Regions from separate parts of the Sus scrofa genome. Here region 1 is linked to region 2. A link is a contact called in public Hi-C data. All regions are on one chromosome and are shown on one strand. The core of a region is the stretch at or near the end of the contact, and the rest is flanking DNA. Distances in the headings are between cores, read along the strand shown.

Region 1 (6,192 bases), core at 74-2,573, 130 kb after region 2:
ATAATGACAATGGAGAGCTGTTAATTTTTTAAAGACCCACTTGCAGTCCTCAAAAGATCTTCCTGTAGTTACAGGAAGTGTGAGTTTGACAGAGTAAAAGTCAACTTGTCTTTGTGTCTTATAAGAGAACCAGCTACTGGCTTGGGTGGGGTTTTGAGCTTGTCCTGCTTGGCTTCAGAAGAAGCTATAACACCCTTTGGAGCCATTAGGGTATTCCTGAGATGCTGGCAACACTGGGCACCTGCATTGCTGACAAGGCCAAAGGACCAAGCAGTGTGTCCCCCATGCAGACACTTAACAGTTTGAAGTCTCTCTTAAGAAAAAGGTCTCCAGTTCCCATGTCAGGATCTTTGTCCATCTCCGGTGACTTTGCTACACACTTGTACCCAGTGCCAGTGATCCATAGTGAACAATATAAAGATGGTAGGGGGCAGGGATGTGGACAAGAATGTTGGTATATTATTTGGGGGCGTGATGGGGAAGGATAATGTAAGGAAAACAATTCAGGAAGAAAGGAAGAAGACTTCCATTCTGCTGGGTGGAATAAATGTTTGAGCAGCATTCTGTCCAGCTGGGGAAAGGCCAAGACTAATTTAACCTTTGGTCAAATGGTTGGGAGTTAGCTAGTTTCCTTTTTCCTCTTACATCACTCCCAGAGATTCAGACAAAAATAACATGGTCCCGATTACATGACATTATGGGCTCTGAAAATACACTAGGGAGGATAGTGTTGAAACCCCTCTGAGACAAATTAATCCTAGCAAGGCAACAGCTGTAAGATTGATACAAACAGAAGAAACAACAGCATATTGGTTCCAGGCCTATTTAAGAGTTGATTTTAATCCAAGCAATTAAAAAAAAGGGTTAAGAGCACTAATTTGAGAGCATTTCTATTACTTTAAGATGGTGCTTTATGAAATACTCATCAATCCTCCATGTGTTACCGTCTGCTGTTTGGCTCACTTTTGGATTTAATTCCTAAATTTGATTTTTTCAATCCTTATTGTGTAAAATTAATGTTAATGTAGTGAGAAAAAGATGACTTCTGCTGCAGCAGAGCATTAGTATCCTCCTATGGGGCAGCCAAGGTGTGAGAATCACTGCTGTCCTAGGCCCACACTTGGCTCTCAGAGGCTGGGCACCTGCCCCTCCTCCCTGGGCTGATTGAATTCAAAGTGGACACTTGAGCATTTCCTGAAAGCACAGCCTGAAGCCCCTGGAGGACAATCTGCAGAACTTGTATGCACCATTAACACTCAAAAATCAAAATATTTCCTCTCCCTGGGACACAGCAGCCCTCCCCATACTCACCCGCTTTGCAATTGGGCATTGCTTGGAGACCCAGTATGAACCCCAGAATAGAAATCTCACAGCTGGATCTGAACTTAACTGAAAGGAACACACTTGTAGGAGAAGAGGAAATTTTTGTAATGGTTATGAGCATGGTCTCTGTTCCCAGACTTCCTGAATCCAAATTCAGCTCAGCCCATTGCTACTTGTATGACTATGGAAAGGACTCCCACCCACCTCTGTGCCTCAGTGCCCTCATCTGGGAAATGGAGGTAAGAATAGCATCTGTATTATAGGGTGGCAGGGAGAATGAATGATGATGTTTAGGAAGTACTCAGCACAGCCTGACAATGGAGCTGCTACCATTGTCAGAACCACAATCAATTTGGAGGTATTAGCAAACTCCTGGAAAACCAGAAATTGAGCAGCAGCTAGTCCTCATGAAGTAATCTTCAGAAATGAGCTAATTTCTAACCCTTCTAATCATATAAGCAAGGACTGCCAGGACAGCAGCCACAGAATCAGTAAAAAAAGGTCGAACTGCCAAGCCCAGCAAGTGAGCTGAGGAGATGTAGGTCTTCTCCTGGAGCCAAGGAGAGTGGTGTGGGCTCTGCTAGGGTGGGAGTAGGAGGTGGTTATTGGGAAAGAGAGAGAACTTATCAAAAAATGGAAGGCAGAAGTCCCAACACAGCAGGCAGTGTTTTGAACTTGGGGACTATTGTTTCCATATTTGCTCACTCACACACTCATCCATTTACCCATCCCTCCATCCTTCCATCCCTCCATCCCTTCATTCAACAGTTCTCCATTCACTCTGTGCCTGGCAGGCACTGTGCTAAGATCTGTTTATACAGAACAGGCATTTAATAGATCTTACAGCCTGATGGCAGAGAGACATCTAAAACACAATCACACATATAACTATTTAATTTTAAATTGTGCCATTTGTATAGTTTATTTCAAAAATGGGGGGCTATGATAGGAAATAGTGGGGGGCATACTTGAGGTTGGGGTTCAAGGGGTGCCTTATTAATGAGTGGACAGAATGATCTCAGGTGGCTGGAGATTTGAACTTGTGCCTCCTGATGTCTTAGGTCAGCAAGCTCATCCCTTCAACTCTGACCTCCTTGACTTTGGCCATGGAAGCTACCCCCTCTCCTGCCTCTGCAACAATATCCCCGATATTTAGTGCCACCCTGGGATTCAGCATTAAATTAGCACAAGGCTTTCATTATCTACATGCAGAAACTCAGGATCTGGCTAGGGTTGGGATTGCTTGTCCATTGTCAAGGTTGGGTCTGGAACCGGGACACCTGAGCCTAAAGGTCCCCACCTCCCCACTGTGATTCAGCTCACACCCTAAACCCTCTGACCTCTGACTTCTTCCCAAGGAAAGAATGATGGAAGGCAAATGTCTCCTAGAGAAATTCATTTTGAGGAAGCACCATCGTTAGGGGGAAACCCAGTTCCTTCTTGGAGACCCTTGATGTAATCTGAGGGCCCTCTAGGATCCCACAATTAATAAGTAATAAAAAATGCAGTATTAAAAATAAGCTATTACAGGGTGTGTTAAAGCTATAACTTTCAGAATGATAATCACCACTTCTTGGTTTGCTGTGTTTATATTCTATCTGGCCTGGCTTCCAGGTTGCTCTACCCCAGAGGGAACATATTTCTGAATGTTCTGACTCGTCTGTAGACCTTTTTGCTAGCACAGCACATAACTAGCAGGATTTCAACCCAGATCTTTTGACTCTAAGCCCAGTGCTTTTCAACTCCAACATGTAAGGTTAGTAACAAATTTGGTTTGGGATACATGGGGGCCACAGAAATGGTGAATGTTTCAAGTGATTTCCCACAGGCAAATGGACACAGGCAGATGGTCACTAATTTATCCAGCAAACATTTGCTGAATGCCAACAAGTCAGGCCCTGTGGATTTCCTGGTGGATAAGACCAATTCAAGTCCCACCCTCATGGAACGAATAATTGTCCCGGAAATTCATGCAATAAGCACATGACTACCCAGATAATGATTAATGACAACAGTTCTGAGTACTGGTTGGGTTTGTACAGGGAGGGCACAATTGAACTTAACAAACTGCCCTCCAAACCAAGTCTTATTTTAGTCCTAGCCATCTGGGAAAATAGCACATCCACCCCCGACCCTTGTGCGGGAGCCAGTAACCCAGGAGTCCTCCTCATACCTTCTCAGTCCCCATTGCCAACCCCACAACATATCCCCCACCCCGATTGTGCTCTTAAGCGCCTTTCAGAATTTTGCACCTCTATCTTCACTGCCATTATCTCCACTAGCACTGTCATCTCTTGCAGTACCCCTGCTGGGTCTGCCCCCAACCCAGGGCCCCTGAAGCCCATTCTACACAGTGCAGCCATGTTGCAGATCACATTCAGTGATCTTCTGAAAGGAAAAACTTGTCATGCCACCCTTAGCCTCACTGCTATTCCTCCACCTTTCTACACCTCCACCCCATCCCTCATTGAAAACCTCAGTTTCTCTTGACTCTTAGAATCAGGACATGCTTCAGAGTATATCCTATAAAGTTCTGATATTCTGCCTTTTTCCTTTCCCCAAACTCCTACTGAAGCACATCCCTCATTCTCTGCCCAAGCAACCCCAGCCCTCTTTCAATCCCTAATATGTGCTTTGCTTTCTCCTAAAAATCACTTCTCCATGGTGGAATGCTCACACATCTCTTCTCCCTCATTGCCCTCCCTTGCATCCATCCAGTAATGAGTTCCTAGATCTTGTCACTCCTATGCCTACCAACCTGATTGTCTGCTCCCACAGGCTCCATAAGAGACAAGTTTGTCTTGGCTCATAATTATATCTGTGGCATCTGGGCCAGGGCATACTATAGAGCAAGGAAGTAAGTAACAAATGAGTGAATGAATGAACAAAAAACTCCCTGAGGAACTTTGAGCTGAGAAGTAAAATGCCAGCAGAAGCCAGTGAGGTAAAGGAACTGGGAAGGAAGTAACATCCCAGTCTAAAGGAAAAGCATGCCATGGAGAGGAACTGGAATGGACCCTCCTTCACTTTCTAGGAAGAAAAGATATGAAAATAGTCCCTTCCATCCTGAATAGGCCAGAGAAATGCAGTCTCAGCTAATGCACTGATAGGGGTTGAGGCAAGGGCCTTCTTGTAATGAACATAGTTCAGGTAGGAGACAAATATACTTACGGCATTAAAAAAAAGGGGGGGTTATTTTCACAAGGTCAGAGTCATAGAAATAGAAAAACGGATTTTCTTCATAGACTAGACTGTGGCATCCTCAGGAAAAAAACTGATTTCCACAGTGGCACATGCTTGCAGGTGATTGAGGAAGAAACCAGTGATGAGCATCCCCCAGGGATAAAGACCAAACTACAGAGGAAGCAATCATGGGGCTCTTCCTCTCCTGACAGGGAGAAGCCTGGGAGGAGGAATGGCCCATTAGCCTTTCCCAGTGCCTAAGCCAGGGACACAGTGGTCTCTTGAGAGGGGTGAGTGTTCTAAGGAAAGGCTTAGTCGGCTAGAGCTGCCATAACAAAAATATCATAGACTGAGTGGCTTACACAACATTTATTTTTCACAATTCTGGAGGCTAGAAGTCCCAGGTCAAGGTACAAAGAGATTCAGGGCCTGATAAGGGCCCCCTTCCTGGGGTATAGACAGCCCCTTTCTTACCGTGACTTTGTATGGCCTTTCCTTGGCGTGTGTGTGCACATGGAGAGGAAGCTCTGGTGTCTTTCCCTCTTCTTCTCAGGGCACTGATCCTATTACGGGGACCCTAGCCTTATGACCTCCAAAAGGCCCCCACTCCTAATACTACCACATAATAGATGCTTAGGGCTTCAACATAGGAATTTTGCGGAGACACAAATATTCAGTCCATAACAGCTTTGGGTGAGGATAGTTCAAAGAGGAGCTCAAAAGTGGATACAAAGATGTTTGAGGAGGTAGGAGGGTGGACTAATAAGGGCACTGTCTACTCAAAATTAATGTGAGGCTTTACACCCTCACTTCAGGCCAAGGATCAAGTTAGCTTGCTAGGTCAGAACTCCCTGTTCTCCCACTGGGTACATTTGGGGATGTTCTTTTAAATGTTCAGGAAAACAACTGCTAATGACTAATTTGGAATTAACATGTGGTCTGTCAGCGGGAAGAGGCATGGTGTTGTTGGAGGTAAGGAGATGGGGAGCTACTGGGGGGTTTCCAAGGACCCCTGATTGCCTGATACAATCACCTTGGGGTACATCCTGTAGTTACTAAAGGGGAAAAGTCTACAGACCAGCAGAGGACCCTGGAAGCCAGGGAGCCTATATGGTCTCCTTCTTTGCTATTTCTCTTCCCCAGCAGGTTCTAAGGGAGAATTTCTACTATAGGAGGGAGAGAACTTGGCATATAGGTTACAGATGCTAAATTTATGGGGAAGAAAAGAATTTCACATATTCATAGGACAGAAAGAAGGCTAGACATGCAGAAGTGTAGTATTGGGGCTAACCCCAAGCGCAGGGTGGAGCTAAACAGCAGAGACCAGTCTCAGCAGATGCTGTAGCCTGTGGTCAACCTGCTGGACCTGATTGAAGAGCAGTGAGAAGCCATGGGCAGGCTACCACGAGAGTAGCATTTTTCAGACCATATTGGCCACAGCGTGGCCAATGGATTAGAGGGAGCAAGAGTGGCTGTAGAGAGGCCACTGGGAAGCTACCCCAGATGATGGGATGGTGGCCTGAGCAGTGGGTACAGAGGGGTGAAGAAGAAGTCTTTTCCTAGGTGTGATGGATAATAATAGAGGGGGAGAGGGGGAGGTCAGGTAGACTAGGACAGGGTTTCTGACATGTGCAAACTGGATTGTGGGTGGCACTGTTGCCTGGACTGGGGGCCACTGGAGGGGTC
Region 2 (6,531 bases), core at 1,594-4,093:
TATGAAATCTATGGAGAAAATGACAGGGCAATAAAACAAGATATTAAAAGAAACAGAAGAGGAGGAAAGAATAAGAATGTGAGAAGAGATGTTAAGGCAGCCTTAAAAGTAAGCAACAGCAGAAAAAATTCTTCTAATGGAAACCAAGAAGCCTGCAGTAGTTATAATTTTCTTTTCTACTAAATCTTGCCCCCCCATCTTGAATTAAAGAGTTGGACAAAAAAATGGCCACAATCTTGAGCTGAAGATAGAGGGAAAAGATGATGATTACACACAAAAAAAAATCTTAAAAATATATGAACAGAAAAATTTATAGTAAAAAATGAGGAGTTCCCATTGTGGCACAGTGGAAACGAATCTGACTAGTAACCATGAAGTTGCGGGTTTGATCCCACCCTAGCTCAGTGGGTTAAGGATCCAGCATTGCCATGAGCTGTGGTGTAGGTCGCAGACTCAGCTCAGATCCCGCATTGCTGTGACTGTGGTGTAGGCCAGCGGCTGCAGCTCCGATTCGACCCCTAGCCTGGGAACCTCCACATGCCTTGGATGCGGCCGTAAAAAGAAAGAAAAAAAAAAAAAAAAGGAAAAGCAAAACCAAAACATCAGAATGATAGGATGCTCTCCTATCAGAGAACATAGGAAAGTTACCTTCATTTACAGTTGAAGTGGTCAACTGTACTCTAGGGAATGGATTTTGTCTTTTGCTCAAATCACTCAACAAAAATTCTTATTAAATAGGTACTATGTGCTCCACACTGTTTTAGAAACTGAGAAAGGCGCATGCACACTCAAGACACAGACAAAATAGATAACACATCCCTGTGTTGATCACTTTACTGCCTAGTTAGAGAGTAAATCTTACACAAAAGAAGCCTTCAGGGAACAATTCAAACTAGTCTGCCATATGTCACTGTACTAGATTTTTTTGGAGATGTTTAGGAGAAGAAGCCAAGAGATCCTTCCTTTCTTTCCTGAATAAGAAGAAAATCTCTTTATTGCTCTTCCTCACTGTGAAACAAATGCTAGCAATTCCATCATCTTGTTCCTTCCAGCCATGGTAAGGGAACTGAAGTCAGCACACCAGAAGTGGGTCAAGGGTGAACACCTCTGTCTTATGCTTTGTGAAGAATATAAACCAATTGTTTCTGGTTTATGGTAGTCTTTCTTGACAATATTATCAGTTTATACAGATTTCTCTTTACTCTTTCTCAAAATCTTTTGATGACGTGTCCTTCTCAGTGTTTCAAGAATTAAGGCCCTTACAACCTTGAGTTGCAGATGAGCCTTTTCACCCTCATCTGCTTCTCCTCCAGCACCACTGATGCCCCCTAAAAGCATTTTCACATCTCTACGCCTTTGCTCTTGTGGACTCTTATGGCTATATTGTCCTTCTCTCCTTCGTTGAAACCTGATCTTTTAAGGCTCAGGTCCAAGGTCAGCTTCCCTAGAGAGCTGGCCTCTTCCTTGGTGGGGCACCCAGATGGTGTTGTTGATGCTCTTGTGTAACTTTTCCCCATAGTGTATCATAGTCATTGATCTAACTCTGTGGGGAAGGGATTTTAAGCTCACTAGCAGCAAGAGCTGTCCATCTGGTTTGTAACCCAGTCTCTAGCACTACAGCTTGCATTGGAAGGTGCTCAAAACATGTTTGTAGAATTGTTCCACAAGCATCCTGATTTCCTTTGCTACTGCCTTCTCCCTTGCTCCTCAACTGAACTAACCTTAAATTTCTCAGTTATATCACTAACTCCCTAAGGTTTTCATCTATTTCATGAACATGTACTGTCATTAAGGCATAATTTTTGGCCATAGAGATCCCCTGTGAATTGACATCTTGCAACGGCCTAAGATAAGGTCCATAGTTCCTCAAAAACAAAAATCCAATTCACTCTGGTAACCTTGTGTAGATACTCTGGGTTCTGAGATACCAGAAGTTATTTCTTTAGCTCTAATACTAAAACAAGATTTTTTTTGTCTGTTTCTACTGTTGTTTAGTATTCAAACACTGGGCATAAAAGCAGTTTTTAGTTACTGAAAGTATCTTTTCTGGTTTACACTTAACACTAAAGAAAAGGGGTTCTGGGAGTTTCCTGGTGGCTCAGTGGGTTAAGGATCTGGCATTGTCACTGCTGTGGCTCTGGTTACAGTTGTGGGCTTGCTCCATTCCTGCCTGGGAACTTCCCCAAGCCAGAAGCAAGGCCAAAAAAAGGGGGGATGGGAGTTCTAAGAGTTCTAAAAACAGCATTTAAGATAAGAATCAATAGGCCTCTGTCAAGCTTACACTGAGAGAAGGGGAAGTGACCTATAAAGGTCTTTTCATCTGGACCCCGGATTTAGCCACTGAGCCAGAAGTCCAATATGATGTGAGGTCCTCTGTGTTCTTGATCTGGACCTATATGCTGACCTCTAGCATTCCACAAACTATAAGACCTGTTGGAGCACTGAAATGCTTAAATTAGGGGTAGCATTATAGATATGGAGCTCATCTCGAAGGGGCAATTAAATGAGGAGCCCATTATAGGTGCTGGAGTGAAGAACAACAGAAAAGCAAAACTGGGGTACCCTTGCGTGTCCTGGAGTGATGAGAGTAAGTGCTGAACCAGGGATCCAAGTGAAACCATGAGGGACCAATGCAATCTCCAACTCTCTCAGAGCAGCGGTGGAGGACCAAAGCTCCATCCTCCTGACGCAGCCCAGACCGCCGGGGGCGGTCCCAGCCAGCAGAGGGCAGCAGCTGGGCAGGAGAGTCCTGGCAAGGGCAGCGCGGCGTCGACCGGCTCCAGGGGATATACTCATTTTCAATGTGGGGCGAGGGATTTTTGCGTATCACAACCCGTCGGGCCCCGTTTCGGGGACCGGGTATGTGCGGGGACAGGGGTCGATGCGGAGCACCCGACGCCCCTGGCCAGGGAAGGAGAACGGAGGGGGTCCCGCGGGTACCCAGGAGAGAGGGGAGCTGGGATTCCGCGGCCCTGGGCGGGAACGGACCTCCGCGGCCGCTGCAGCGTCGCTCGCCCCATCCTCGGCCGGCCCCTCTCAGCTCCCCGGGCTTCTCTCACTGGCACGGCGCCCAACTCTCGGGGCCGCGTCAGTGCCGGGCCGCTCGGGTCCCCCTCCAGTCCCCGCTCCGCTTCCGGGGCCACGACTGGTACCCGATATCTGCCAAGGTGTGCCTCTCGCCAACGCTGTCCCGGCCAGGGCGAGCTCTGGCTGGCTGGCTGAGTTCCTCAGGGCAGCGGCGCGCGTTTTCGATCCCGCCGTCGAGGACAGCGGCGGCATCGTGGGCGTGAGCCAGTCCCCGCGGTCGGGGGGAGGACGGGGGCGCCAGACGCACTTGACCGTGGGCCACCAGCTTCCCGGCCGCGCAGCGCGGGCGGCGGGCTTTATGTAAATCGGGGCTGAGCCCAGGCGTCCTAGGTAGGATGGACCAGCCCCCCGCGCCTCTGCCCTCACGTCCAATAAGAAGAGCCCCAGCTTGACACCTGCCTATATACAGGCGAGCGCGCCCCCGGCCCGCGGACCGCGCGCACAGCCCACGCCGCGGGTAAGCGAGACCTCGGCCCGCTTCCATGACTTCCAGTAAGATCGAGATGCCCGGCGAGGTGAAGGCCGACCCCGCCGCCCTCATGGCGTCCCTGCACCTTCTGCCGTCGCCCACGCCCAACCTCGAGATCAAGTACACCAAGGTAAGGCTCCGCAAGGGCCTGCCGTCCACGGAGACTTTCTGGAATCTTCTTTCTTCTCCGTGGTCTCTTGGAGAGGGCGGCGCGACGGGGTCGGGAGCCGGGGTCTCCCCGGCCAGGCTGTCGTCCTCGCGCAGCATTAGGGACACTCTGACCTCAGGGTTGGGGTTTCTGGAGTCCTTCGGGGTCTTGGGCGCCTCGGGGACCCGCCCCAGCCTTTCTCGAGGTTCTGAGGGTCAACGGCTCTTTCCCAAACCGCATCTGCCCCCGCCTTCTGGTCCGATTCTTCGGGTGGGTTCCTATTGCTGCGGGAAAGGCGTCGGCTTTGACTCCTCTAACTGGGAAGAAGCGTTCCTCGCCAGGTTGGCCATGCAGTCTGGCAGTCGGTCTCTTCTCAGCGGTTTGCCTTCAGGGGCCGGTCGGGTTCTCTGCAGCCCGCTCGGTGCGCTGCGAGCGGCTTTCCCGTAGGATCGTCCAAGGCACGCAGCGCTCTGGCCGCTTTTGTAGATATCGTGGAAACCTGGCTGCTGAATACCGTAGATCCAATGTCAGCATTTCATTCAAATTTTGTAGGCTGTGGCAGTTTTCCTGGAAAACTTGAGACGTCTTTAAATTTGTGCAAATTAACGGGTTCGCTTTTGAACTGATTTTTTTTTTTTTTTTTTTTTTTAATAACGAACTCTGGCATCTTCGTTTGGCCAAGCAGGAATTTTTTGTTGTTGCACAGCATAAAAAAGAAATGCGTTCGCCACCTTCATGTAATTAGAATTTGCTTTCCACAAATTCGACATGGAAAAAATGTATTAATTACACACTCTGTGGGATTATGTTATGGCATTAGGGTGGGAGAGGAAGAAATAGATTCGATTTAGAGTAATGTTTCTTGGAATTCCTTTTATAATTGTTTTGTTTGATTTTCTATTCCTTTCAGTTGATTTCTACTCCAGACCTAGTCCTATCAACTTAAACACATACTGCTCACACACAATACAGTTAAAATTGTTTTCCGTCATACATATTACGAGATAAACTAAATATTGTCAATAAGTAAATTGTTTGGTTCTGGCTTAATGCTTGAAAGGGATATTTTTAAAAAATCTATCAGAATATTGAAATTTTACCTGCTGAGTTTTAGGATAAAAATCAAGGTGGTTCGTGTTTTGAATGCCAATTTAGATGGATTTAATGTACCTGTTAGCTTTTTTAGATGGTGTGACAAATTTTTGAAAGCCATTTTAATGAGAGGTCGTTAATGGTTACAACCATTTAAGCATTGTTTGCATAACAATGGTGCCAATGTGTGGCACTTCTCCGCTTTTAGGAACAAGCAGGGAAAGCATGCAGCATAAGAGTTTTGTTTTATGAGGGTCCCTAACCTCTCCAGGCTCTTTAAATAAGACCTTTAAATAAGGTCTTAAGATGCAAGATCCGTGCGGAAGAGAGGACCTCAGATTTGATTTTAGTCGTACTTCGGTTTGGATTTTCTTTAAAGCCCCTGAAAGGAGTTTTAGGTATGCAGTAGGTATCTCGGAATTTAATTTGGAAGCTCTTCCAGTTCTTTTTTTCTCTGACAACCCCCACTTTCTTTTTTCTCTTGTTCTCCCCCAGTAGGAAAGACAACTGATTTATAGCTAATTGAAGCCTTTAATGTGGAGTCTTCCAGCTCAGGGAGACTTATCCAGTATCCACTTTCCCACTTATTACAAAGAAAAACAATCAGAAATGAAATAATGGATTGTAACTTGATTCTTTAATTTGTGGGGAGGAGGCACCTTATTTTAGGTTTGACAAACAACCCTCATAAACACTGAGTAATACTACTCTAAAGGCTAGCTTTTTTCACAAAACCTTGTAAAGTCAGGTATCTGTGAGCATTCCCAGCAGCTTTCCTCCTCAGCTCTTTGGTGAGACTTCTAAATTTTCTGAGACAAGCGGCATGGGCAAGCAGCTTCTTTAACACAAAGAGCAGAGCTGCTCTTTTGGTAGCCAGAGATAGCGGGTAATGATTTTTCTACTTAAAAGGAAAATAAAATTAACGTAGAATTTTTTAACAATTCACTTATGATCAGAAATTCTGTTAGCAATTTTAAGCAGAAGAATGAACAAGATAGAACAGACAGTCCTTTAGGACAGTGATAACACACTCACTAGAATTTTTAGAAAAGTAATAGAGAAAATAATATGCTAGAGGGTTTGTTGAATAACACATAGGAAGGAAGTACAATATTTGTGTCAAAAATGGTACAGGATAAACCTAGATGGATCCTGAATAATTTTTGTCTTGTTAAACATATATATCTTTGGTGAAGGTTATATAATGATAGGATTTTAAAATATGATTTGGGGACCAATATAAAGTGACAACTTACATGTAAATGGTTATATTTTTTGAGAATTTCATGTAGTATACATTTAAAAAACTTTGCACTTTTTTCCCTACCTTTTCTTTCTTCTAAAAGTATTTAACATTTTTTTTAATAAAAGGAGAATGGGGGAGATCAATAGAAGTTACTGCTTTTGTCTGTCTGGTGAAAATGCCCCAGAATTAAAGTTCAGTCCCGAAAGATGCTGAAAGGGCCAGCGATTTTGAATTGACTCTCACGCATTTACATTTAGTTTTTAAAATAAGCCTCTTTCTCTGAAGTACCAACACCTATTCAGGACTAATGATCAATGGCTGTACCTTCTTTGGAATAGGTCTATTTTTATTTCCCTCCTACTGCAGACTAGACACCAAGTTTTTTAAATGTTTCTTTTAAAAACAATATGGTATATTATAAATACATATACATATATATTCTTTTAAAATCGGCAGTACTATGGGTAGTCAGGAAAGACTGATATCTCC

What was found. Hi-C and Micro-C count contacts between places; a contact is called where the count stands out from the background.
Region 1: a Hi-C map of skeletal muscle shows a contact between it and region 2, with 4 times the contacts expected there. The contact joins the enhancer-like site here to the promoter of ALDH1A2 in region 2. A contact is called at or near these places in 6 of 47 Hi-C or Micro-C datasets (embryonic fibroblasts, epiblast stem cells, heart right ventricle and 3 more).

What each region holds. Positions count from the first base shown.
Region 1 is chr1:114,061,493-114,067,684 of Sscrofa11.1, forward strand. LOC102160341 (a long non-coding RNA gene) reads left to right here and starts at 4,883. Exons shown (of 5, transcript XR_002344711.1): 1 at 4,883-5,478. Within about 2 kb of position 1,324, at least 8 of the 83 cell types and tissues checked have an H3K27ac peak or open chromatin away from gene starts, as enhancers often do. A contact at or near this core is called in skeletal muscle, where this site is marked.
Region 2 is chr1:113,929,879-113,936,409 of Sscrofa11.1, forward strand. ALDH1A2 (retinal dehydrogenase 2) reads left to right here and starts at 2,844. Exons shown (of 14, transcript XM_021094606.1): 1 at 2,844-2,859; 2 at 3,497-3,686. The coding sequence starts at 3,570.